Regions from separate parts of the Mus musculus genome. Here regions 2 and 3 are each linked to region 1. A link is a contact called in public HiChIP or PLAC-seq and promoter capture Hi-C data. All regions are on one chromosome and are shown on one strand. Each heading gives the region's core, a stretch centred on a gene start, on an enhancer-like site or on the middle of the called end of the contact. The rest is flanking DNA. Distances are from core to core; before and after follow the strand shown.

Region 1 (3,492 bases), core at 456-2,955:
AGGAAACCAAACAGAATATAAAAATAAACCCACGCTCTTGCCACCAATTTCTTTTAAACAAAGGCAGCAATGTTATTTTGCCCTTTAAAGTATTAAAAGAAAATATAGGGGAAACTATGCCCTCCAAAGAACAGACATCCAAAGCAAAAAAAACAAAAAAAAAACAAAAACAAAAAACAAAAAACAAAAAACAAAAAAAAAAACTATTAGTTGAACAGTAGATTTATTTCTAGAGTCAAAAGATTTATTTCTAAGTAGTCAAAAAACCCAAATAATCCCATTAAAAGGGGGGCTTGAATAGTCACTGGCTATCAAACATATGAAGAATAGATAGCAACACTGTTGTTGCTACTCTTGACTGTCAGCTTATGGGTTTAGAACCACCTAAGAGACAAACCTCTGAGAATGTCTGTGAGGTTGTTTGGTTGGTTTTGCTGTTGTTAATGGAGGTGGGAAGTCTCACACTAACTCTGGGTGGTGCCATATCAGTCTCTCATACAAGGAAGTTAATCTCAAAGATTAACAGCGAGTCAGGACAAGTGCAGGGAAGTATATAGACATGGTGATTTAGTGGGTGTGGAGCATAGCCAAAAGGAAGACTTAACTTTTAAAGCACAGTAGGAAAACTGGATTACAAAGTGAGTATCCAAAAACAGCTAAGAGAGAACAGTTTGAATGCCCCAACACAAAGAAACAGTGTCTGAGGTGAGAAATATATCGTTTCCCCGGATCTTCTCATGAATGTATCTTCTCATGATCTTCTACATGCACTGAAATGCTGCCCCGTGACCCAGAAATATGTAAAATTATTACATGCCATTGGCTTTTTAAAGAATTTTAAAATGTTTTTTTTTAATCACCTGACCCTGTGGGGAGGATGCATGAGTGAGCATGTGAAGGCGGAGGACAACTTTCATGCACCCGTGAATGTTTTGTCCCTTTAACCAACTCGAATAACCAATAAGCCTTCTCCTCACACCCATGTGTCACTTATCAATAAAAAGAAAACAAACAACAAAAACCCCTTGAGTTCAAGCTTCTTTCTCCGGGTTCTGATGTACATTACCTTGCAAAGATTTTGTTTTTCAATATAAAAATGCTCTTCTACTTTTGGTTAAAGTCCCCTACTCTTTTAATGACTACTCTTCTACTGCATCATAGTCTAACTCTAGTCACTCTCTCCAATAATGCTGTAAGACATTTAGTTATTTTTGAGACAGCATCTGTGTGGACCTGACTTGCTCTGCAGACTAAGCTGGCCTTGATCTCAGAGAGATCTGTCTGCTTCTGCCTCCCAAGTCTGAGATTAAAGGTGTATACCACCATGCCTATCTATAATTCACATCTAGACTGGTATATTGAATTTAGGAGTTATGAAAGGAAGGAATACTGCAGTTGTAGATATACTGCACGGCGCAGGCGCAGAGGCCGGGAACTAGTCCGGCTTTCCGCTCCGGGCCCCGCGACCAGGACACCACGCCTGCTACCGGCTAGAACAGCATGGAGAAGTCCATGGGGAGCTCGACGCACCTGACAAGAAAGTCACAGGAAATCGGCGACCTCGGCAGCTGGTCGGCGGCAGAGCCGGGAGAAGCAGACACGCGGGTAGTGCCGGTTTCCTTTAACTGCCTGAGAGGAAGAAGGCCGAGCCACATTGGGTGTAGGACCGTCGGTCGCCCCGCCCCTTCCGGTAGCTGCTGTCGCTGCTTCCGGTAGCGCGGCTGGCTGGCTCCCGGCTCGAGCGTCCCCAGGCGCGTTCCGCTCCTCTGCCCGCGCGAGTTACGCCTTTCTGTCTTCAGCAACAGCGCCCGGCCCAGTCGCGGACAACACCAGAGCGAGCCCGGATAACGAAATGTGTTGCGAGAAGTGGAACCATGTGGCCGAAATGCTGCTCTTCATTGAAGACCGCGAGGAGGAGTACAAGATCCTTTGCCTCTGCTCCCGGGCATTTGTGGAGTAAGTCGCGACGGTCCTCTCTCACTTTCTGTCCTTGCTCAGGAATGGGGGTGTCGCAGAGTTAGAGAGAGGCTTTCCAGAAAGCCACATGACCTGATGTCTAAGAAACTCGAAACCCCGCGGGCATGAAGGAATGTTCTACTGCAATTACTAAAGGGAAGATTAATATAATTTTGATTTTTTTTTAAATGTGGTACCTTATATGTGTCATTTCGGGTTTCCATAAATGAAGGGCCAATCTCAACATTGGTTGAGTCGGGCGAGATGGCCCAGGTATTGGCCATGCAGAAGGATAGCAAATTCAAGACCATCCTGAGCTATACCAGTAAGATGGAGTGTGAAGTGTAAACTAATACAAATAGATTGATGAGATGAAGGATCAAATTAGAGCTCTATTTGCAAACTGTAAAATCCTTTCCAACAAAAATTTATGTATCTGAAACGTCTAATTATTTGAGATAAAAGTGTTAACTGTTTATGGCAGTTTTAGAGACATCTCTGGGGGAAATGTTGGTTTCATGTTTAAAATTGCCAGAATAGAAAGTACCTTCTGGTGGGAAAAGCATTGACAAATTTTAAATTTGAAGGTACTCATTTTCATTATGTACTTGAGGGAAGATATCTGAAAGTTTCCTCAAAAAAGAAATATAACACCATGTTAAATTTAACATTTAAAAAATGTACTAGGCTCATTTGCACAGGTCCTGCTGGTTCAGAGTTGAACAGTCTTCTAGTGGGGGAGTGAGGATGATTATAAGACCGAAAAGAAGACTCAGAGACAAAGGTTAGAAATCCGGAGGGCTGCAGGCCTGAACCACACTGGCCCCAAATGTATTTCTCATAACCTTAATACACTTTACAGTATCATGGGAAACAAAGTCACAAACTAGCACAGACAATGGCTGACAGAGAATGGATATCTGTTCCCATCCGGAGGCCTCCCTGTTCCTTCCACAAAGATTAATCGAACGTTCAGCCTCTCTCCTTGAGCCTCAGTTGTAGCTTTTTGTTCCATGCCGTTGGCAGGCCAGGAAATCTGTCAGCCTGACCTGCCTTGACTCCGCCTAACAGACAGGCTTTTACAGAAGCAGACAAAAATGACTCCCAACGCTCAGGTGTACATTTAATTCAGTAAAGTTCTTTTTTATGCTCCTATTAGATGCTGGTAGGTAATGGAATATAAGATGGGACCAGGCTGCGCTGAATTCACTTTCTAAGCAAAAGAGATCAATATTGCACTAAGGTAGCGGTTTGCACAATTACTCAGTTAACTCAACTGGATAAGAGACATGTCTGTGGTGCTTTGATAGCAATCTGGCAGGATGGACAGTGAAAAATATGAAGCCTTGGGAGAGGAAAGGAACTCCTCCATTTAGAGTCTTCTTGAAGTGCCTTTTTGGCAGAAAGTCGAGAAAACCAGTATCCTTAACAGAATTTTATGTAAAAATGGCCTGAGTGAAAACATTACTTTTATGTAAAAATAGTTTGAGTAAGTATTAAAATAGGCTGGTGTGAATACTCACGCCTTTAATCCCA
Region 2 (3,492 bases), core at 649-3,148, 2.9 Mb after region 1:
AGAGCACAGGTTTCTAGTCAGATCTGTTTTCCTTGGTTTTCTCCCAACATTACAAATGGACAGAAAATAGGTAGCAAAGTGCTTGAATTTTACAACCTAAAAATACAAAACCAAACTACTTATAGTCAGCAAGAGAAAATGAATTTATATTGACGTCAGTCCAAAACACCGTGGCCTCATCTCCTGAGTGGTGATTCATTTCTAAGATGCCTATGAGAGACCAAGGTAAGTGTGCTCTGTGCACGGTGAGGGACGTGGTGGGAAGAGGCAGCCCAATGCCTTAATGGTTGTCTTCCCTATTTCTCTTTCATTGAGCTCAAAGGCTACATTAAACGCTGTGGCTGGTTGCCTGTTCGCTCTCCCTGTACTAAAGGACTTTGAGGGTCCTCCCAGTCTCACTCTGAGACCCACCTGCAGTGGGTACAAGGTGGAGGCACACTGGACTGCTCTGCAAACACTGGTCTAGCCTCAGGCCAGAAGCTCTGAAAACTCACGAGCAAGAAGCTGGAGAACTCTCCAGCGTTTTGCTCTTTGAACAAAAAAATATTTTCTGCAATAGAACCTCTTATTTCCAGAAATGTAATTCCTGTATCAATTTCTAGCTTCCACATGCTCACAGACTGCACATGTGTGCTTCCAGGCCTGTGCAGGGGCCTACAAGTCATTCAGCCGCTACACTGCAGACTTGACTCCCCCACAGGCAACCGAACTCACCAAAGGCATGAGGCCGTGCCTCCTTTTGTAAATGCGCCGGACATCCTGCAGTGTTATCTGGACCACAGGTTTCTTTAAAAAGCACAGAGACAGTGTCAAGTGTCACAACTGTAGCTCAGTTAGAAACTGTTTGGTTGTATCTTACAGTAGGGAGGAAGAGAAGCCCATCCTTGCCTTCCCACTGCGCTGCAGGTGAACACCTAGGTGAGATCTTGGACAAATCATACCTGGTTTCACATTTAGCTTGGACACGTTTCTAACCCTTGTCAGTAATCTCAGATGAAAATGGTACCTTCATCTTTCAGGTATCACAAGGGTTAGTGTATAGTGTGGAACATTCAGGAATGAGCATAAATAGCTATTCAAAAAGTCTGTTCTTTTAGAAAATTATTTGTCTGTCTGTCTGATTGTCGATGTACCTTAGAGTGTCTGCAGGCACCTAAGTATGTAGGGCTACATGCATCTTCACTCATATGTGAAGGCCAGGAGGATTCATCAGGTGCCCCTTGCTCTCTCTCTCTCTCTCTCTCTCTCTCTCTCTCTCTCTCTCTCGCTCTTGCTCTCTCTCCACCTATCTGTTGGGGCAGGGTCTCTCCCTGAACCTGTCTCCACCCAGCTCTGCGCTGAGGTTTCTGGGATGCATGGGATGCCATGTGCTGTGGGTGCCAGGGTTCTAGCTCTGGTCCTCATGGCTGGCAGCACATGCTCTTAACTACTGAACCATTGCTCCAGCCCTGAGTTTCTCTAGGGCTTGCTTTTCCCTATCATCTTTTTTATTTTAAAGAATTATGTTTTTCATCTCCTTAATATTACAGAGTATTAAAGCTCATAAATTAAAACATAATTAAAGCTGTTACTTTTTTAAAGGAAAAAAAATTGATTCTCTGGAACTTGAAATAATAATAATAAACAGTAATAAGAGAGAGTCAAAATTAGAAAATATTGTATGCTTAGGTAAAGGGCAGAGCTCCAACATTCCTGCTCCCAGGTGACAGGAAAGCCAGGCTATGCATCAGTGAGGAAGCCTGGCCAGGAGTTGGGAATAAACACATGTGCACTGTGTCCCCTGAGGCTGTGGTGCCATACATTTTCTGCAAGTTTCTGACCAAAAATAGTAACAGTAGCAGCCAGTATCAGAGAACACCAAGCCAGCCAGCCATGTGCCATGTCATTGGAAGCTTTGCCCAGTATGTGCCGCCATCTAGTGAACAAAAGTGTTATGACACCATGTCTGAGTGAGGTGTTTAGAGCCAATGAAGCCTAGACAATTTCCAGAGCATTCTCTTCTTCCACAGAAAATGCCCGCCCCCTGTGGTTAAGGTTCCCTGCAAACGGCACAGCTGTGTGGCCAGAGAGACGGGACTTGTCCTGCTAGCATGGCCCACACAGAAAAGGCCCATCTCTGGAAAAGCAAGCAGTGAGTCTCTACTAGTGTTAGTGTGGTGTAGAGATCTGAGTTTGTGTTCACTTCCTGGCATAGTTTTAGGTCTAGTGTTCTCAAAGAGAAGATGATTTCCTAGATGGTGGGAGGGGACGGTCCTACAGCTGCTGACTGTGGCATCATACATGATGCCACACTAGCTGTGAGAACCTTACACCAGCACTCACGGAAGCCAGAGACCCACTGTCTGCAGTGAAGGAGAAGCAAGCAGTCCCCCTCTCACCATCAGCTTCTCATTCACCACAGCCTTTTCTGGGTGTCTTACCCCGAGCTTCCCAGCAGGAGGAGAAGTCTCATCCATAGTCAGGAGGGGCGGACTTTCTTTACGCACTACTGGGTACAAGGTCCTTCAGAATGGCTGAAATACGGGGGAGTGTGCATCTACTCCAACTACACAGGGCACTAGGAAGCCACACTGCTACACAGGGTTGTCAAACGACTTTGACCTTCCCCAAGATGTGAGGGCATAGTAACTATAACATCAGGTTCCTGGAAAATTTAGCTGAAAGACAGAAGCAAGCACTGAACATGGCCCCGAGATCTACGTACCGGGTACCCATTGAGAGGCTGGAAATACAGGCTGGTGTCTGTAATGCACACATGCCCAGGGTTCGTCACTAGAGGTGTTACCATCTCTGCTTTGCACTCCATGTGCAGCTTTTCAGAAACACTTTGGAACCTGCAAAGATGTTTCCAGCAAAAGTAAGAAAAGTTAGGAACCAATCCACTGCCTCGGCTTAACCTCAGTGTGAGTGAGCTTGCTTACCTGCCGAAACACTACAGTCATCAAGTGGCTGCTTAAATAAGGTTGACATGCTTTCAAATGGCACAATGGAGGCCTGGCTTGTTTATTAATTGAAGAGCTTACATATCACAGAAACAAATGTCTCCTAACTGATCAGTCCTGAAGCTCTTTCTCCATCATGTGACTTCCTACTTTTATATTGTTAAGACCGACTTTTAGAGCCTACATAAAGAGCAGCGGTGCTACGTTTTATGCCAGCACTAGGAGGAAGCTGAGACAGGAGCTTGGGCCACAGAGAAAGACCCTACCCTTAGCACACTTCCTTTATCAGGGTTAGAACACATAATTACAATTGCTTTTAGGTCAGTTTCATTTCTCCATATAAAACCACTCAAAGATGCCTTTTCTACTCCTAAAATGCTTAACTAAAAAATAACTCCATTTCTGATTTGTGAATTTAAAAAGTAGTGTGGAAACAACTAAATTATCAATATTCTTGGATGATTACTTTGTTAAATAACTGGATTAACAGTAAATCTCAGGGTCTAGAAGTGCAGCTCGGTGCTAGAGCAGCGCTGATCATGCTGGAGCC
Region 3 (3,492 bases), core at 360-2,859, 2.8 Mb after region 1:
AATAAGACAGAACATTAGAACTGATTCTCAACAATTATCCAGTTGATAAAACGGTATTTCAGCTGAAGTGATTTGAGAAATTAGATAAATGGTCAAAGATTTTCAAAGGAAAAAGTAGAACCCAGATAGAAGTGGCGAAAGCCAGCTGCTGCCCTAGGATGGAGTGGATCAGTGCTGGGGCCAGAACGCTTAGGGATGCAGCCTGTTGCAGCTTGGACCTAGGGGAGGGGTTCTAATAGTTGCAGCCTCGGAGCGGCTAGGCAAGTTGTAAGACGTGGCTCAGTGGCTACAGTGCTTGCTGCTATGCCAGAAGACAGCCCCAGAGGATATGACATCTTCAGGCATCCACAGAAGTGGCAAATACAGACATATAGATGAATTATATAAAAATAAATCTTAAAAAATTTAAAGTAAAAAATGTAAAGTCAACCAACAGTAAAGTAAAAAGAGGCATGGAGAAAACAAAAATGCTAGTTGCTATGTTTATAGAAAATTTATCTTCTAACAAAGAAAAAAAGCCAATTATAGCTATTATTTCAGTGTATCTGACTTCCTTTGCCCAGGTCTGTATACTTTGATCCCTTTATGTGAGCATCATACAAGTGTCCCCTCCCCATTTGTACATTTCTTGCTTTGAAGGTAATCTGAAGTTACTTTAGAAGTATCTGCATTTATAAGGCTCTGTGGTATACTCTGTTCTTATTCTATCGTTTTGTTTACTTAATTTGTTCTGCACATTTCTCTTAGCATATATTTCACTTAGTACATAATTCACTTCACATACCGTGTAGTTTTTGCTTTTGTGTTCCACTTAGTTTTTCCCCCCAGCTTTATACAGAAGGTATACAGCTTTATACAGCTTTATACAGAAGGTATACTGTACCAGTGAGTTTGGGCTACACCGCTCTGTGCTCTTGTTGGGTTGCATGCTTCCAGCCACACACCCAGGAACTCTTTGGATTCAGGGATGGAACACACACACACACACACACACACACACACACACCCCTCAGTTAATTTTAAAATATCTTGGCTACGTTAAAGGCTGGGTACTCCTAAACCTTCCCCTAGACCTTCCCCTGCGTTTTTCAGCACTTTTGTCTTTTTTGATAGATAATACTTGCTGAGGGGTCTGTTTAAATCCAACATAAATTCAACTTGACTCAAGCACCAGGTTAATGTAGGTGACAAAATTTATTGCAATCAAGCCACTACTGATTGAGTAGCCTGAAAGGATGTTGTAGGGCATATTTAAAGGAAGAAAGCGTAAAGCAGAAGTGCGGCGGGCTGTACCATTGCTCAATCATATTTTGACATAAAGGCTTAGCAAGGGAGTTTTCACCAATTGGAGGAGGTTCTTGGGTCTGTGAACATGAACTTGGTTTGACCCCACCAGCAACATGGAGCAGTTGTCCTGGAGATGTCTGGACGCTTTCAGCTGCTTCCTTTTAATGGAGGCTGTTCAGCTATCGGGAAGTCCCCAGCTCCCCTAGGGTCTGGGACCTGAATTTTGTTTTTCCCTATGATTAAATGGAGTCTGACAATGAAGTGGTAGTACTTGGAGTCAGTCTTGTGCTTGTTCCCAGCACACTGACACACGGGGTGGTGATGTCATCTCTCTGGCTGTGATTCTCTAATGATAAATGATCTGTCACCCACCCACCCTCTTGTTATCTTTGGGAAAAGCTTGTATGTAGGCATTTTGCCCATTTTTAAATTGAGTGTGCTGTTTTTGCTGTTGAGTTTTGAGTTATTTATGCATTTGGATATTTGCCACTTACTACATGATGATTTTCAAATAACTTCTCCCATTCCATGGGCTGCTTTCAGTTTGGTGAATGCTGCTTTTGTTGTGAAGAACTTTTTTGTTTGTTTTGAGATAGGTTTTGAGGCTGTTCTCAAACGACCCACCTCTGGGCCCCACCCCGGCTGTGAAGGATCTCATTAAGTCGGATGTAGCTCTCCTTACATACAAAGGTCATTGAGAGATTTGTCTTGCGTTTTCTCCTAGTTTTATGTGCAGATCTCCACAGTTATGGCTTTGGGAGTCCATTTGGAGCTGACTTACCTTCTGTATGAGATCAGCCACAGTTCTACTGCCCTGCTCTTGGTGCCTCGGTTTTCCTAATCCCAATGTGTACACACGGAGATTTTTGTCAAGAGCAGTTTAATATGTTTTTATGTTGTCTTTTTATTTCATTCCTGACTTAAAGCCTTGTTCATATTAACTTATTTTTAAATTGATAATTTTATGATTATATCACAGAAAATCCCTGAAAAAAGAAAGTTGCAAAAGTCTAGTGTGACGTTTAAGTTCTAGGAAAATATGTTTGAAATCAAGGCAAACTGCAGTGTAGTTGTTGGCGACAGAATATCTTCTGAGAAATGATTCATGCTTGCTTTCCCTGCTGCACCAGCTTCATGGAAGTGCACTTACCCAGTCTAAGGTCGCATGACCTCGTTGGGCAATGCAGTCTTTTGAGACAGCTGGTGTCACTTATGTGGTTGCTAGCTGATGCAGTTCAGCAGCAGATCCCATACACAGGGGTACCAGTTGACTTAAGTAACAAGTCACTGAGTTTTCTCTATCCAAGGGTAATGGGGGAAAGAAAACCACTGGCATTATTGTGGGAATCAGACTTCACTAGAGGGAATTTGTTAATGGAGCAATATTTATAAGAACTGTAACTGAGTGTGTTCCAGTTAATTGCTGTGTTTCTAAATACTGTCAAATTTGTATTTTTCTTAGCAGTTGGTAGCAAGACCATCCAGTGTGAACTATATGGTAGCACCTGTGACAGGTAACGATGCTGGAATTCGGAGAGCAGAAATTAAGCAAGGGATCCGTGAAGTTATTTTGTGTAAGGATCAAGATGGAAAAATTGGGCTCAGACTTAAGTCAATAGATAATGTAAGTATATTTTTGAATTTATCTAAATAGATCACAGAATATTAGTGTCAAATCATTAAAATGAAAATAGTTTGGCTAGCTGTAATAACCCATCTACAGTGGGGAATAATAGTGTGAATCCAGAGTTTTCACTTGGAGACACCGGCTAGACGAAGCCATGCTGGAACTTGCAGGCAGACACCAAGCTTTTCTCTTGATCCTCCTTACTGCAAGGATGCCATTTGCTTATAGAACCATGTGGAAGAGTGTGTGTGATCAGACTCGGGCCCTCACATGAGCCAGCATGTGGGAAAGTAAAGGGAAATGGACCAGTGAGAATTGGGGGTACACTTTTAAACTAAGTGATAATCATTTATGAGATGGTTCTGCAAGTTATCTCTGTCCATAAACTTTGAACTTAAATTATGAACAGGTCTTAGTGATTGAGTCTGTGAATCCCTCCCTTGTCACACTAAAGACATGAAACCAGTTCCTCAGACAACATCCTAAAAGGTTAACGACGTGCTGGGTCTTTACCTCAATTTATCATTTTCTTTTCTCTTCTTTTCTTTTTCTTCCTCCTCCTCCTCTTTCTCCTCCTC

The links. Promoter capture Hi-C pulls out the DNA fragments that hold promoters and counts their contacts. HiChIP or PLAC-seq counts read pairs in DNA pulled down with a chosen protein or histone mark.
Region 2: a promoter capture Hi-C map of the 3T3-L1 cell line shows a contact between it and region 1, with 7 times the contacts expected there. The contact joins the enhancer-like site here to the promoter of Tgs1 in region 1. A contact is called at or near these places in 5 of 39 promoter capture datasets (the 3T3-L1 cell line, cranial neural crest, liver and 1 more) and 1 of 115 datasets of contacts at active chromatin or transcription factors (astrocytes).
Region 3: an H3K27ac HiChIP or PLAC-seq map of large pre-B cells shows a contact between it and region 1, with 6 times the contacts expected there. The contact joins the enhancer-like site here to the promoter of Tgs1 in region 1. A contact is called at or near these places in 4 of 39 promoter capture datasets (the 3T3-L1 cell line, cranial neural crest, liver and 1 more) and 2 of 115 datasets of contacts at active chromatin or transcription factors (astrocytes and large pre-B cells).

The regions. Positions count from the first base shown.
Region 1 is chr4:3,573,174-3,576,665 of GRCm38.p6, forward strand. Tgs1 (trimethylguanosine synthase 1) reads left to right here and starts at 1,706. Exons shown (of 13, transcript NM_054089.4): 1 at 1,706-1,956. The coding sequence starts at 1,853. Tmem68 (transmembrane protein 68) reads right to left here and starts at 1,680. Exons shown (of 8, transcript NM_028097.4): 1 at 1,531-1,680.
Region 2 is chr4:6,425,688-6,429,179 of GRCm38.p6, forward strand. Nsmaf (neutral sphingomyelinase (N-SMase) activation associated factor) reads right to left here. Exons shown (of 31, transcript NM_010945.2): 10 at 2,705-2,834; 11 at 715-786. Among named protein-coding and RNA genes, the nearest start is that of Nsmaf, 27 kb to the right of the region's middle. Within about 2 kb of position 1,899, at least 51 of the 459 cell types and tissues checked have an H3K27ac peak or open chromatin away from gene starts, as enhancers often do.
Region 3 is chr4:6,382,277-6,385,768 of GRCm38.p6, forward strand. Sdcbp (syndecan binding protein) reads left to right here. Exons shown (of 9, transcript NM_001098227.1): 5 at 2,750-2,911. Among named protein-coding and RNA genes, the nearest start is that of Sdcbp, 18 kb to the left of the region's middle. Within about 2 kb of position 1,610, at least 101 of the 459 cell types and tissues checked have an H3K27ac peak or open chromatin away from gene starts, as enhancers often do.